2 separate regions of the Callithrix jacchus genome follow, and region 1 is linked to region 2. Evidence: chromatin contacts called from public Hi-C data. All regions are on one chromosome and are shown on one strand. Each heading gives the region's core, a stretch centred on a gene start, on an enhancer-like site or on the middle of the called end of the contact. The rest is flanking DNA. Distances are from core to core; before and after follow the strand shown. Region 1 overlaps SLC45A3 (solute carrier family 45 member 3). Region 2 overlaps LOC103789298 (a long non-coding RNA gene).

Region 1 (6,722 bases), core at 3,989-6,488, 120 kb after region 2:
TAAGTATTCTTGAAAAACAAATCAAATCTGGTCTCTGACCTGAATTACCAGTTTATAGAAAATACAGGGGCAGTAACAAAAATTCACCATGGGAATACAGATGGTCTAACAGAAACTCCCAGTTTAACAAATAAGTTGCAAAGAAAAAATAATGAAGGCCATACCTTTGGATTACAAGATTATAAGAGGACCAGGCAAGTGGCTCACGCCTGTAACCCCAGCACTTTGGGAGGCTGAGGCAGGCAGATCACATGAGGCCAGGAATTTGAGACCAGCCTGGCCAACATGTCGAAACCCCATCTCTACTAAAAATACAAAAAAATTAGCCAGACATGCTGGCAGGCACCTGTAATCCCAGCTACTCCAGAGGATGAGGTAGGAGAATTGCTTGAACCCAGGAGGTGGAGATTACACTGACCGAAATTGCTTCACTGCACTCCAGCCTGGGAGACAGAGCGAGATTCCTCAACAAAACAAAACAAAACGAAAAAGAAACGCAAAAAGCAAAAACAAGATTACAAGAGGATTTAAGAGCCATACCAACCCATTGCAATGTATGGAATTTATTTAGATCACAATTTGAAAAAAAACTACCCCCAAAAATTTATAAGGCAGGGAAATGTAAACAGTGACTGGATATTTGCTTAGAATAAAGAATTACTATTCTTAGGTATGATAATGGTAATGTGACTACTTAAAAAAAAATAAAAAGTCCTATCCGGGCACAGTGGTTCATGCCTGTAATCCCAGCCCTTTGGGAGGCTGAGGCGGGTAGATGACCTGAGGTCAGGAGTTCCAGACCAGCCTAACCAACATGGTGAAACCCCATCTCTACTAAAAATACAAAAATTAGCCAGGCATGGTGGCGTGCGCCTGTAATCCCAACTACTCGGGAGGCTGAGGCAGAAGAATCACTTGAACCAGAGAAGCGAAGGTTGCTGTAAGCCGAGATAGCGCCATTGCACTCCAGCCTGGGCAACAAGAGCAAAACTCTGTCTCAAAAAAAAAGAAAAAGTCCTCATCTTTTAGAGATACATTCTGAAATATTTCCTAATGAAATATATCTGAGATTTGTTTCAATGTTATCTAAGAGGATATACAGAAGTACTGATGAAACAATGTGATGATGAGCTGAAAAAGTTTAAAACAGGCTGGGCGCAGTGGCTCATGCCTGTAATCCCAGCATTTTGGGAGGCCGAGATGGGTAGATCACCTGAGGTCAGGAGTTCAAGACCAGACTGGCCAACATGGCAAAACCCCATCTCTACGAAAAATACAAAAAAATAAAAATTAGCCAGGCGTGGTGGCATATGGCTATAGTCCCAACTACTCAGGAGGCTGAGGTGGGAGAATCACTTGAACCCAGGGGGTGGAGGTTGCAGTGAGCCGAGATCGTGCCACTGCACTCCAGGCTGGACAGCAGAGTGAGACTCTGAAAAATAAACAAATAAATCTGAATTTAATCACACCTTCTAGATCTTATTAGCTTACAGAAAGGAAAAAAAAGAGGACAAAGAGGAAGATCTTTTTATTTTTTGCAGAGATTGGATTTCACAATGTTGCCCAGGCTGGTTTCAAATTCTTGGGCTTGAGCGATCTGCCTGCCTCAGCCTCTCATAGTGCTGGGACCACAGGCATGAGGCATCTGTGCCTGGCTGAAGAGGAGCATCTTAAACACCACATCGAGGATACAGTCAGCTAAATATAGAATGGGGGCAATTCTGTAGGAAAAAACTATTCATAAATAAGTGGCACTGAAAGAATAGGGGAGCTGTTAGAGATTAAGAGAAACCTGAGAGACACAGCAACTAAATACAACCTGTTTATCTCAGTTGATTCCTGATGCAAACCAACCAGAATGTTTGAGGCAACTGGAGAAAACTGTATATGGACTGGAATATTGGAAAGGGATTATTGTATGCTTTGTGGGCTATCACCGTATTGTGATCAAGTTGTTAAAAATGTAGTCCTGTGTCTTAGAGACACATACAGAAGAATGAACAGGTGAAACTAAACTGCCTGGTGTGGGCTTTAAACATCCCCTGCCGGCTGGGGGAAGGTGGGAAGGGGAGATACATGAAACAAAGCGGCAGAACCTTAGTAACTGTTGCAGCTTGGTTCTTTATATCTGGCTCCTTATTGTGTGTGTTTGGAATTTTCCAAATAAAAAAGTTAAATGTAAAACATTTTTTAAAAATAAGGAAAACAAGCTCTTGCATAGGTGTTAACTGAACTGAACTCTTGGACATTTAAGGAACTGGAAAACCAGTTGAGGTTGGAGGCATTGGGGAGATGGCAGGGCAGGGAGGACTCTGAGTTTGACCTGCCTGGCATGAGGGTGGAGGAGAAGGGAAGGGGCATGAACTAAGGCACAGTGAGGTCAAAAGCCTCATTGTGCACATGCCAAGCACATTCCCTATTCCCAAGCTGTGGGTGATGGGTGTTTGTTCCATCTCCTGGCCACACTATGGGGTCTTTTAAAGAAAGTTATTATTTATTTTTATTTATTTATTTTTTTGAGACAGAGTTTCACTCTTGTTGCTCAGGCTGGAGTGCAATGGCGAGGTCTCAGCTTAGCACAACCTCTGCCTTCCGGATTCAAGCGATTCTCCTGCCTCAGCCTCCCAAGAAGCTGGGATTATAAGTATGCACCACCATGCCTGGCTATTTTGTATTTTTAGTAGGACGGGGTTTCTCCATGTTGGTCAGGCTAGTCTTGAACTTCCGAACTCAAGTGATCCACCCACCTTGGCCTCTCAAAAGTGCTAGGATTACAGGTGTGAGACACCACACCTGTCCTATTTTTAAATTTTTTAAATTTTTATTTTTTGATATGGAGTTTGGCTCTGTCACCAGGCTGTTCAGTGGCGCGACCTTGGCTCACTGCAACCTCCACTTCCCAGGTTCAAGTGATTCTCCTGCCTCAGCCTCCCAAGTAGCTGGGATTATAAGCACGTGCCACCACACCCGGCTAATGTTTTATATTTTTAGTAGAGTATATATATTCTAATAAATTATGTAATGTATATTTATTTAAACCTATTTATATTCTAAAGTACATTTTTAGTAGAATATATTTTTAGGGTTTCACCATGTTGGCTAGGCTGGTCTCGAAATCTTGACCTCATGTGATCCACCTGCCTCAGCCTCCCAAAGTGTTGGGATTACAGGTGTGACTCACCCTGGCCAGCCCTACTATGGGGTCTTTTAGAAGGAAAATGCCACCATTGTCCCACACTCCAGACTCTTCCTGATCCCCTCTCCCCAAATCCCATATCCCCCAATCCAAGGTGCAGCACAGCCCCACCCAATTGGCAGTTGACACAAGGAGTGCTGGTTTATGCCTCCACCTGCTGGTGGCCACTGGGAAGTGAAGCTGCCAAAAGCCAAAGGATCCCATGAACTGAGAGTTAAGAACATTGTACAAAGATCTGGTCTTTCCCCCTCATAAAAGAAACACATGCCAATAAACATGTAAGAAAGCCTTTAATTTTATCACCATAAACATTAGACTCTGATTGCTCACATACAGTATAAAATATTTACTCCGCTAAATAAATAAGACAACATTATTGCAAACGGCACTTAAATCCCCTGAGAGATAAGACCTCCTTAGCTCAGGCAGGGGGTGGTCCTGAGTTTCTGTGTGAGATTCCCCAGATATACTCTGGGGGCTGAGATGGACAAAGGCTTGGGAAACCACACTTTGTGCTTCTGGTCCTGCAATAGCTCCAAACAGGGTTGTGGAGCCAGTGGGGAAAGTTGGGGGTGGGGGAAATTTCAGGTAGTGCCTTCATCAGCCTAGTCCCAGGCCAGGCGTGGTGGCTCACACCTATAATCTCAGCACTTTGGGAGGCTGAGGTGGGTGGATAATGAGGTCAGGAGTTCGAGACCAGCCTGGCCAACATAGTGAAATCCCGTCTCTACTGAAAATATAAAAATTAGCCAGGCACGGTGGCGCAAACCTGTAGTCCCAACTACTCGGGAGGCTGAGGCAGGAGAATCGCTTGAACCTGGGAGGTGGAGGTTGTGGTGAGCTGAGATCACACCACTGCACTCCAGCCTGTACAACAGAGCAAGACTCTGTCTCAAAAAAAAAAAAAAAAAAATATCAGCCCAGTCCTAGAAAGAGTAGAGGGGAGAGGAAGTGGGGGGGACCAGGCTGGGCCGAGAGAAGAGGGATGGTTAGGGAAGCTGCTGAGACCTGAAGCCCCACCCTCCACCTTCCTTCCATACCCTAACCTTGGGTAACAGCATTTGGAAAATCAGTTGGAACAGTAGAATTTCCAAGGTCCTGGGTTAGGCATTTTTGGGGGCCAGACCCCAGGAGAAGATTCTGGCAATGATCAGCCCAATGCCCAGCTATCTCAGGGGACCTGATTGCTGGGGATCCCACCCTACCCAAATCTTAGACACCAACACAGAAAAGCTAGCAATGGATTCCCTTCTACTTCGTTAAATAAATAAATTAAATGTTTAAATGCCTGTGTCCCTATGATGGCAACAGAGGGACCAACAGGCCAAGGTGAGAGTTGTGGTGGTGGTGGTGGGGAATCAGCAAAAAGGCAGTGCTGTGGACTGAGGGGACACGGTTCTTGTGTACTGACCCTCAGAACTCTACCCCTGCAAATAACTTTCATACTTTCAAATCCCATGGAGGAGTGTTTCATCCTAGAAACTCCCACACAAGGACTACATTAAATGAAACTGTAAGTTAAGGTGGCTTGGAGGTGGGAAACCAGGTGGCTGAGTTTATTCAGCTCCCAAAACCCTTCTCTAGGTGTGTCTCAACCAGGAGGCTAGCTGTTAACCCTGAGCCTGGGTAATCCATCTGCAGAGTCCCCGCATTCCAGTGCATGGAGTGAATCAAATGCCCTGCCCTTCTGGCCTCTCTGTAGAAGTCCAGACTGAAACCCACTTGGAAGGTGTCCAGTCTGGCAGCCCTAGAGACTGGGAAGAGGGGAAGAGGGGAAGAGGGGAAGAGGGGAAGAGGGAAGCCCCAGCCCCCAGCTGTGCAGCTACACACCTCAGCGCCACAGGGTGGCAGCGGAGAGCCACACTACTTTGGCAGCAACAGAAACTGGTGGCCAGCCCAGCAGCCCCCAGATGGGGCTAACAGGAGTGGGGAGCTGGGACCCAGTGAGGCAGGCCCTCCACCCCAATGTGCTGGAAGTATTCTATACTGAGTATCTGGCCAAGTCGCTCTTGTCAAATACTACCTGTGTAGCAAAGTAAATGGCAACCAGACCCAGGCCTGCGGCAGACACCATATAAGCAGTGACAGACTGGCTGAGCTGGACAATGGAGCCCATGAACAGGGACGGGGCCACCTGGGATAGCAGGAAGGCACTATCCAGAATGGCAAGGTCCAGGCAGATGCCCCGGCCTGGAACCACCCTGGCCTCGGCGGGCTCACCCACCACCACGCGCACAGAGACATCACAGGCAGAGGCCCCGCAGAGCGAGGGTGAAGGTGGGAGCAGACCACTGCCTCCAGCACCCACGTGTCCATTGGGGAAGGGAGCTCCAGGCTTCGGGCCTGGCAGGAAGCTGGTTATCAGACTGTCCTCACTGCTGGTGCCTCCAGCGTCCCCTCGGTATTTGGGCAGGAACACCTAGGGCGGAAGGGTGAAGAAAAGGGGAAGGGGACAGGTGTGTACCCAGCACTAGGACCCCCCCAAATGTGAGAAAAGACCCTCGCCTCCATCCCAGGGTCCAGAAAAACACAGGCAATGGGACTTCATGAGAATCAGGAGCAGGAGAGAAGATGGAGACCCTACTTGGTCTGGGTCTAGCCAAGACCCTTCCTCAGGAATGGGAGAAGGGTAACGGGGCAGGGCAGGGACAAGGGGACAAGTCTGAACCCTGAAGTCTAGGGCTCCTCTAGCCTCTTAGAACAGGTAAGAGGCAGACAAACCCAACACCGCAGGTCAGAAAGAGAACAGAGCTCCAAGGTAAGGAAAAGACGCAGGGAGAATGAAGATGGTGGGAAGAGAGATGCACAGAATAGAGGAAGAAGAGCCAAGGCAGGCCCTGATGGCCCACACCCACGCAGGCTCTCCTAACCTTCTTCCTTCCTGTCTGCCCTCTGCTTCGACATCGGAATTCCTCATTACCCTGTGCATAGAAGCTCTGCCTCTCTGGGGTCCCAGAGGCCACTGAAGTCGCTGCCCTGCCATGAGGTCTCTGTCCCCAGCCTTGAAGCAGGGAGAATCCAGTAGACCCCAAGCAGGCGAAATGCCCCTCTTCCCACCTCCCCCGGCACCAGCTGTGCTAATGTTGAAGGCCTCTCACTTCCTTCCCGCTGTCTGCCTTAGATCACGGTGACTGGTCGAGCACCATCCCCTTGGTCCCTACCCTCAGTGGCCCAGAGCCTCCTATTAAAGGACAAGGCCAGGACTTATCCAACACTATCCCTAGGCCAGAAGAGTTGGGTTGGCTGCATTTGAGAGCTAGGAGCCATGGCAGCGCTCAAACCTGGTACCAGGGAAGCCCGTGGCTCACCATGCAGCGCAAGTGGGCAAAGGAACAGGAGACAGCATGCAGCGGCAAGCCCGCCATCAGCTGCTGTTAGGAAGGGGCCTCCCAGGACTTCTCCCTGTCTGCCACCCCAGGAACGTCCGTGAGGCTGGAGTCTGGAGTGATTCTGAGGACAGACACACTCCTCCATCTGGAGAAGACGGCTAGCTCCAGAACATTCCCTGGCACAACCAGCATGCACT
Region 2 (6,486 bases), core at 1,726-4,225:
GGTGCAGTGAGCTGAGATAGTGCCACTGCCCTCCAGCCTGGACAACAGAGTGAGGCTGTCTGAAAAAAAAAAAAAGAAAGAAAAATATCTCCTTGGGTCAGGTCCGGTGACTCACACCTGTAATACCAGTGCTTTGAGAGGCTAAAGCAGGAGGACTGCTTGAGGAAAGGCGTTTGAGACCAGGCTGGGCAATATAGCAAGACTTCGTTTCTACAGAATATTTAAAAAGTAGCCAGGCATGGTGGTGCACGCCTGTAGTCCTTGCTACTCTGGAAGCTGAGGCAGGAGGAGAGCTTGAGCCCAGGAGTTTGGGCTGCAGTTAGCTCTGATCGCACCACTGCGCTCTAGCCTGGGTGACAGAGCAAGACCTTGTCTCAAAAAAAAAAAAAAAAAAAAAAAAAAATTCTTGACCTAGATCCCTCTGTGAAACACTAGAGATTCAGAAATAAATAAACAGTGTTATATTCTCAAAGAATTGACAGCCTGGTAAAGGAGAGAGATCAGTTGCAGAAATAACAATGGCGTTGAAGTGGGTTCTGGTATCTGCATTTTGTAGGTGTAGTAGGAATTATCCCAGAGATTGTAAACAGCTGCCCAGATGACTTGATCCTTCCACCTCCCTGCCCTGCCTTCCTCAGCCCCTGCAGTACCTACCTGGCTTGCAAGTCTTGTAAACTGAGCCTAGCCTCCTTGCTAGGCTCATAGTTGTGAATGAAAATATGAATGAATTAATGTAAACAGGAAGTGTCTGCTGCCTTAGGAACCTGCTGGAACCCACTCTTGCCTGGCCAGCTCTCTCCCTTCCCTTCCATGCAGCAGCGGGCACCTCGGGGCTATCCTCCTGCTCAGACTTCAGACTTGAATGACCATTCGCAGTCACGGCTGCAGCCAATTGCTTCCAAGGTGTTTCCAAACTCTACTCCCCAACCTCCACTCCTAGGTGTTCCTGGGCTGCAGAGGGGCTCCAGAGAGGCTTCAGGACATTTCATTCACTGTCCCACTATCATCACTAAGGGTTGTGCCTCCTCCCCAGCAAGGTGCCTAAGCCCCTTGTACCCTGGCCCTGGCCTCTCTGCAGACTCTTCAATCTTGCTATGAGACCAAGGACCCGCTTTCCCCGTGGGCGCCTCTCCCTGAAACCCTTGTGCCTGCGTCTGTCCACGTTCCCTCTGTTTGGACTTCCTTCCTTCCAGCTCCCTGCAGCACCAGTTCCAGTTCCGTCACTGGGCCTTTGGCAAAATCCCTCACCTGGCTGAGACCTTAGTTCTCTGTCCCTACAATGAAGGTGGGCCCTGGATGCCCTCAGAGTCTCATTCTTGCTCCCGGATTTGACATAAACCTGTCTGCTGTCACTTTTGTGTTTTGTATTCCCCACTCTTCTTCTTTCAGACATGCCTCAAACTCCCCTCCTCCAGGAATCCTTCCTTGATCAGCCCCGTGAATACTCCTGTGTGTGCCCAGTTCCGTTGGTAGCCAGGGGACCTATGCTAATGCTGGTGCCAAGGGACCTTGGCTTCCTCATAACCTCCACTGCCCGAAAGGCCACCCAAATACCCACAACCAAAGTAAAAACAGAGCTTAGAATAGAAACAGTGACCCCTTCTCAGTAAGTTCCCCAAGCATTCTCCCAATCCCCAGCCAGACCTACCCCCAGCCAGACAGTCTAGAAATTCTAGCGTCTACACTATTTTGTTTTGTTTTGTTTTGGAGACAGAGTCTTGCTCTGTCACCCAGGCTGGAGTGCAGTGGTGCCATCTCTGCTGACTGCAACTTCCATCTCTCAGATTGAAGCAATTCTGCCTCAGCCTCCCAAGTAGCTGGGTCTACAGGCACATGTCACCAGGCCTGGCCAACTTTTTGTATTTTAGTAGAGACCGGGTTTCACCATGTTGCCCAGGCTGGTTTTGAATTTCTGAGCTTAAGCAATCGGCTCGCCTCAGTTTGGCGTGAGCCACCACGCACGGCCTAGTCCGTAATCTAGGCTTTCAGTGTCTAAGTCTTTTTCTCGTGTTTATGTTGTAAGCTGCCTGGGTTGAAAAGGACCATGCCTTCTAATTCCTGGCTATGACCTCTTTCAGGGACTTAGGGTAATGACACCAGTTGGTGGCCAAGTAATTTTTAAAATAATAATAATAATTATTATTATTATTTTTTGTTTGTTTTTTATTTATTTTTTGAGACAGAGTTTCACTCTTTTGTTGCCTAGGCTGGAGTGCAATGGCATGATCTCAGCTCACTATAACCTCCGCCTCCCAGGTTCAAGCAATTATCCTGCCTCAGCCTCCCAAGTAGCTGGGATTACAGGCGCATGTCACTATGCCTGGTTAATTTTGCATTTTTAGTAGAAACAAGATTTCACCAGGTCGGTCAACCTGGTCTCGAACTCCTGACCCCAAGTGATCCACTCGCCTTGGCTTCCCAACATGCTGGGATTACAGGCGTGAGCCACTGCACTCGGCCAATTTTTTAATAGTTATGAAGGTGCTTTCACGGCCAGCAGCCCATGTTGCCTCACCTTCTGTGAGGGAGACAGAGCATGCACGATTTCCCCACCTCAGTGGATGAGGAAACCCAGGCTCTGGGAGGTTGAACTCCTCGCATATGGTTAAGTGGCAACGGTTGGCCTCCTACCAGACACACCCCTGCCCAAACGCTGCGTACCATAGGTCAGTGACTTTGAACTGCTTTGTTTGCCAGCTGAGGTTTTAATCCGGTCCCGTGTCAGGCCATGAGCAGTGGCCCCGGGGCTGGCAGGAGAGCCAGAATAAGCAGATTTGGCTTCTAATCTGACTCACCCAACTGGTTCAGAATGCAGCCAAATGGGGGAAATTTGGGTGATTTCCCTCCCCCACTTGCTCTCACAGTTGTCCTCTAGCCCCTCTCTGCACTCCTCCCCCCACCCCCGCCACAGTGCTGGGAAAGTATGGGGGGGTGGGGGGCGGGTTCCTAGGAGGATGTGAGCCCATGGACGGGCGTGGGGGCGGTAGGGGGGGATGTTTTTCTCCTCAGCATTGTTCTCCCATGCCCATTGTCTGTGCTGTGAGCAGGACGTCACCAAGTCGCCTGGCAGGCTCTCAGCAGAGCTGGGGAATGTTTCCGGAGCGGACTCACCCATTATGAATGGCTGAAACTTTTTAAAAGCTCTGGCATTTCTTTGGATGGCCAGACTGGAGAGCCAAAGAGAAGGAAGGTCTTGGAGACTCCTGGCTTTGACGCTAAAGGTCCCAGGGACCTTGGCAGACCCATGATTTACCAAGAGGGCCTTTCAGACTGGGCCTGATTCCCAGTGAGGGATTTGGCAATGTCACGTGGAGAGGAAATGGGGGGGGTGCGGGGGGGGTGGATGGAGGGCTCAGCTGGAGGTGTGGAGGGAGTCAAAATTGTATTATGTTTGTTTACAACACATGACCCCAACACGGGACTTGGCATGGCTCACACCTGAGTATGGGAAAGGACCTAGTCACCTTTGAAAGCTTCACTGAGCTCCCCCCAGAGGAAATGGAAAGTCGGAATTGTTTTGAAGCAGGTCAGTGTTTGCCAGTGGGTGAGTAATGCTCAGCGCTCCCAGAGAAAGTATTCCTCTTTGCATCCCTCTCTTTACCACTAGGCTGGGGGTGCCGCCTCTCTGAGGTGTCCCGTGCCTTGCATACATTTCCTCATGGTTTCATTGGTCTTGGGAGGATCAACTCACAGCAAGACCAATAAGCATGTGTAGTAACCCATTTCTTATAGATGAGGAAGCTGAGTTTCACAGAGGCTGAGATTGCACACAGCTACTTTGCGGCAGAGCTGGGACTGCAACCCAGGTCTGTGACACTCCAAAGTCCATGTTTTACGACAGAATTTCTCAAGCATTCATGTGCATAAGCAACGAGTGGGGTGCCGGCTCAGAGTGCAGATTTCTGGGCCCTGTCCCCTCCTCCTCCTAATTCAGCAAATCAGAGTTAGGGGCAGGAATCTGTATTTTTGACAAATAACAAGTGATTCGGAATGGTTGGAGCCCAGGTTGAGAAACACTGCCGTGGGGCTCTGTTTTATGATTTCAGCCAAGAGAGCAGCAACCTGGTCTGAAAACACAGACGCAGCCCAGGGCCCTGCTGAGCCCGCAAGGGGCGGCCCTCTCCCCTCACTCCACCTCCACCTCCAGAGTGAAATGCGGGAGAAGCAGCCCAGTCTCTCAGAAGGCAAAAGGACCCATCTTCAGCCTAGAAAATCTCTCACTGCACTTTATAACATTTTCAACCCCCAAAAGACAAACCTGAACCACACAATCAGGAACATTTACTCATCCCTCAGATGTTTCTGGGCCCCTGCCATGAGTGAGGGGCTGGGACAGATTCCGCTCAGATGGGTGTAAAGCGGGTTTCTCAGAGATGGATGCATCAGGACCCTACTGCTTCAGAATTATCTGAGGGTTTGCTAAGAATTCAGAGTCTTACCCCAAACCTCCAAAGTCCGAATCCCTGGGGGATGAACTCTGTGAATCTGCATTTGAAATTCTCTCCTCAAGCAATTCTGTAGCAAGCAGAAGTTTGACAAGTGGTTTCCTGAGAGTCTGGGAAGGAAAGGAATTGGGAAGACTGTAGCTTAGGGTCTGGTGGGTTAGACCATGGTAAGACACCCAAACTACAACCTCTGTCAGCCAGGAATGCCTGGGGTGTAGCTGTGGATTTGTGGAAGGAGAGCCGCACATGGCACGGGGAGTTCTGGGTTTGAATCCTGGCTGGGCTACTCTGGGATTCTGGGCCAGTGACTTAACCTCACGGAACTCAATTCCTCACATGCCGTATAGGATACTCTAGTCCACCCCCCAGCGTTGCCATGAAGACCCAGTGAGCCTGCCACAGCTCCGAATGAACAGCCCAGGCTGTGCTGGAAGGAGCTTAGTCTGCATGAAACGGCTCTAGGCAATGCCTCCCTTCAGTGGGCTCCTAGCAGTCTTGAGCTGGAGCTGATCCACTTCACTCTGCTGGGGAGCCAAGGGGTGGGTGGGGATGGCTGGTTAGAGTTCAAAATCAGACTCTGGACACATGGGGTGGCCCAGGGTACCCAAAGAGGGTCAGGGGTCAAGCTGTGCCTCAGAAGCCCCTGAAGAAGATAGTATAACCCTGGCAGGATAGCCTCGGGGTTAAGGGCATAGGCTCTAGAGCCAGAGGGTTCAAATCCTGGCTAGACTGTTTGTTAGCTGAGCGACCTTGGGCCACTTACTTCACCTATCTGTGCCTCAGTTTCCTGATGTGTAATATGGAGATGTAAGAAACATACCCATTTCCCTGACACAAGGGAAAAGCCCTCAAAATATGTCATACATATTAAGTATCTAGTAAATATTAACCATTATTGATTATTAATGGAAGGATTTTGTGCATGGAGACTTTTTTTTTTTGAGACGGAATCTCACTCTGTCACTGAGGCTGGAGTGCGTGGCATCACCTCGGCTCACCGCCACCTCTGCCTCCTTGGTTCAAGAGATTCTCTTGCCTCAGCTTCCTGAGTAGCTGGGACTACAGGCGTGTGCCACTATGCCCAGCTGATATTTGCTTTTTTCAGTAGAAACAGGGTTTCGCCATATTGGACAGGCTGGTCTTGAACTCCTGACCTCATGATCTGCTGGCCTTGGTCTCCCAAAGTGCTGGGATTGCAAGCATGAGCCACTGTGCCTGGCCGGGGACTCTTGTAATAGTTGACTTCATAGTTGTCTGTGTCTGTGCAAGGCTGTGTGCCCTCCACGTCCAGGTTTCTCCCTGGCTGCCCTAATCTGGAGATGGTACCGAAAATGGAGCCAGATGTCCAAGTCTTCCAACTGGGATTTATCCTCTTGGTAAATCTCCTGGGATATGAGGATAAGGATGAAAGCAGCGGCAGCCGGATTAGGAAGCATCTGTATTAGTATCTCTTAAACCAAGGCTTTGGAGAAAGCACAGATGGACACAAAAGGAATTCAACACCTGTCCTTCTCTCTCTATTACTTTTTTTCTGAGACAGAGCCTCACCGTGTTGCCCAGGCAGGAGTGCAGTGGTGAATCCTGGCTCACTGCAGCCTTGACATCCCGGGCTCAAGCCATCCTCCCACCTCAGCCTCCTGAGTAGTTACAACTACAGGTGTGCCCCAGCATGCCTGGCTAATTATTTGATTACTTGTAGAGATGGGGTCTTGATATATTGCTCAGGCTACTCCCTAACTCCTGGGCACAAGGAATCCTCCCACTTCCGCCTCCCACAGTGCTGGGATTACAGGTGTGAGCCACTGCACACGGCCTGCTCTTCTCTTCCATTTCCTTTAGGTTCAGCCAGGCATGGTGGCTCACGCCTGTAATCCCAGCACTTTAGGAGGCTGAGGTGAATGGAACACTTGAGGTCAGGAATTTGAGACCGGCCTGGCCAACATGGTGAAACCCTGTCTCTACCAAAAATACAAAAATTAGCTGAGCATGGTGATGCACACCTGTAATCCCAGGTACTCGGGAGGCTGAGGCAGGAGAATCA

The links. Hi-C and Micro-C count contacts between places; a contact is called where the count stands out from the background.
Region 1: a contact with region 2 is called in a Hi-C map of induced pluripotent stem cells, with 2.3 times the contacts expected there. The contact joins two enhancer-like sites.

The regions. Positions count from the first base shown.
Region 1 is chr19:33,171,978-33,178,699 of calJac240_pri, forward strand. It overlaps SLC45A3 (solute carrier family 45 member 3), which reads right to left. Exons shown (of 6, transcript XM_002760723.6): 6 at 3,470-5,615. The coding sequence ends at 5,178. Among named protein-coding and RNA genes, the nearest start is that of ELK4, 24 kb to the left of the region's middle. Within about 2 kb of position 5,239, at least 5 of the 16 cell types and tissues checked have an H3K27ac peak or open chromatin away from gene starts, as enhancers often do.
Region 2 is chr19:33,056,651-33,063,136 of calJac240_pri, forward strand. The region is part of intron 3 of LOC103789298 (a long non-coding RNA gene); the gene reads right to left. Among named protein-coding and RNA genes, the nearest start is that of SLC60A1, 27 kb to the right of the region's middle. Within about 2 kb of position 2,976, at least 4 of the 16 cell types and tissues checked have an H3K27ac peak or open chromatin away from gene starts, as enhancers often do.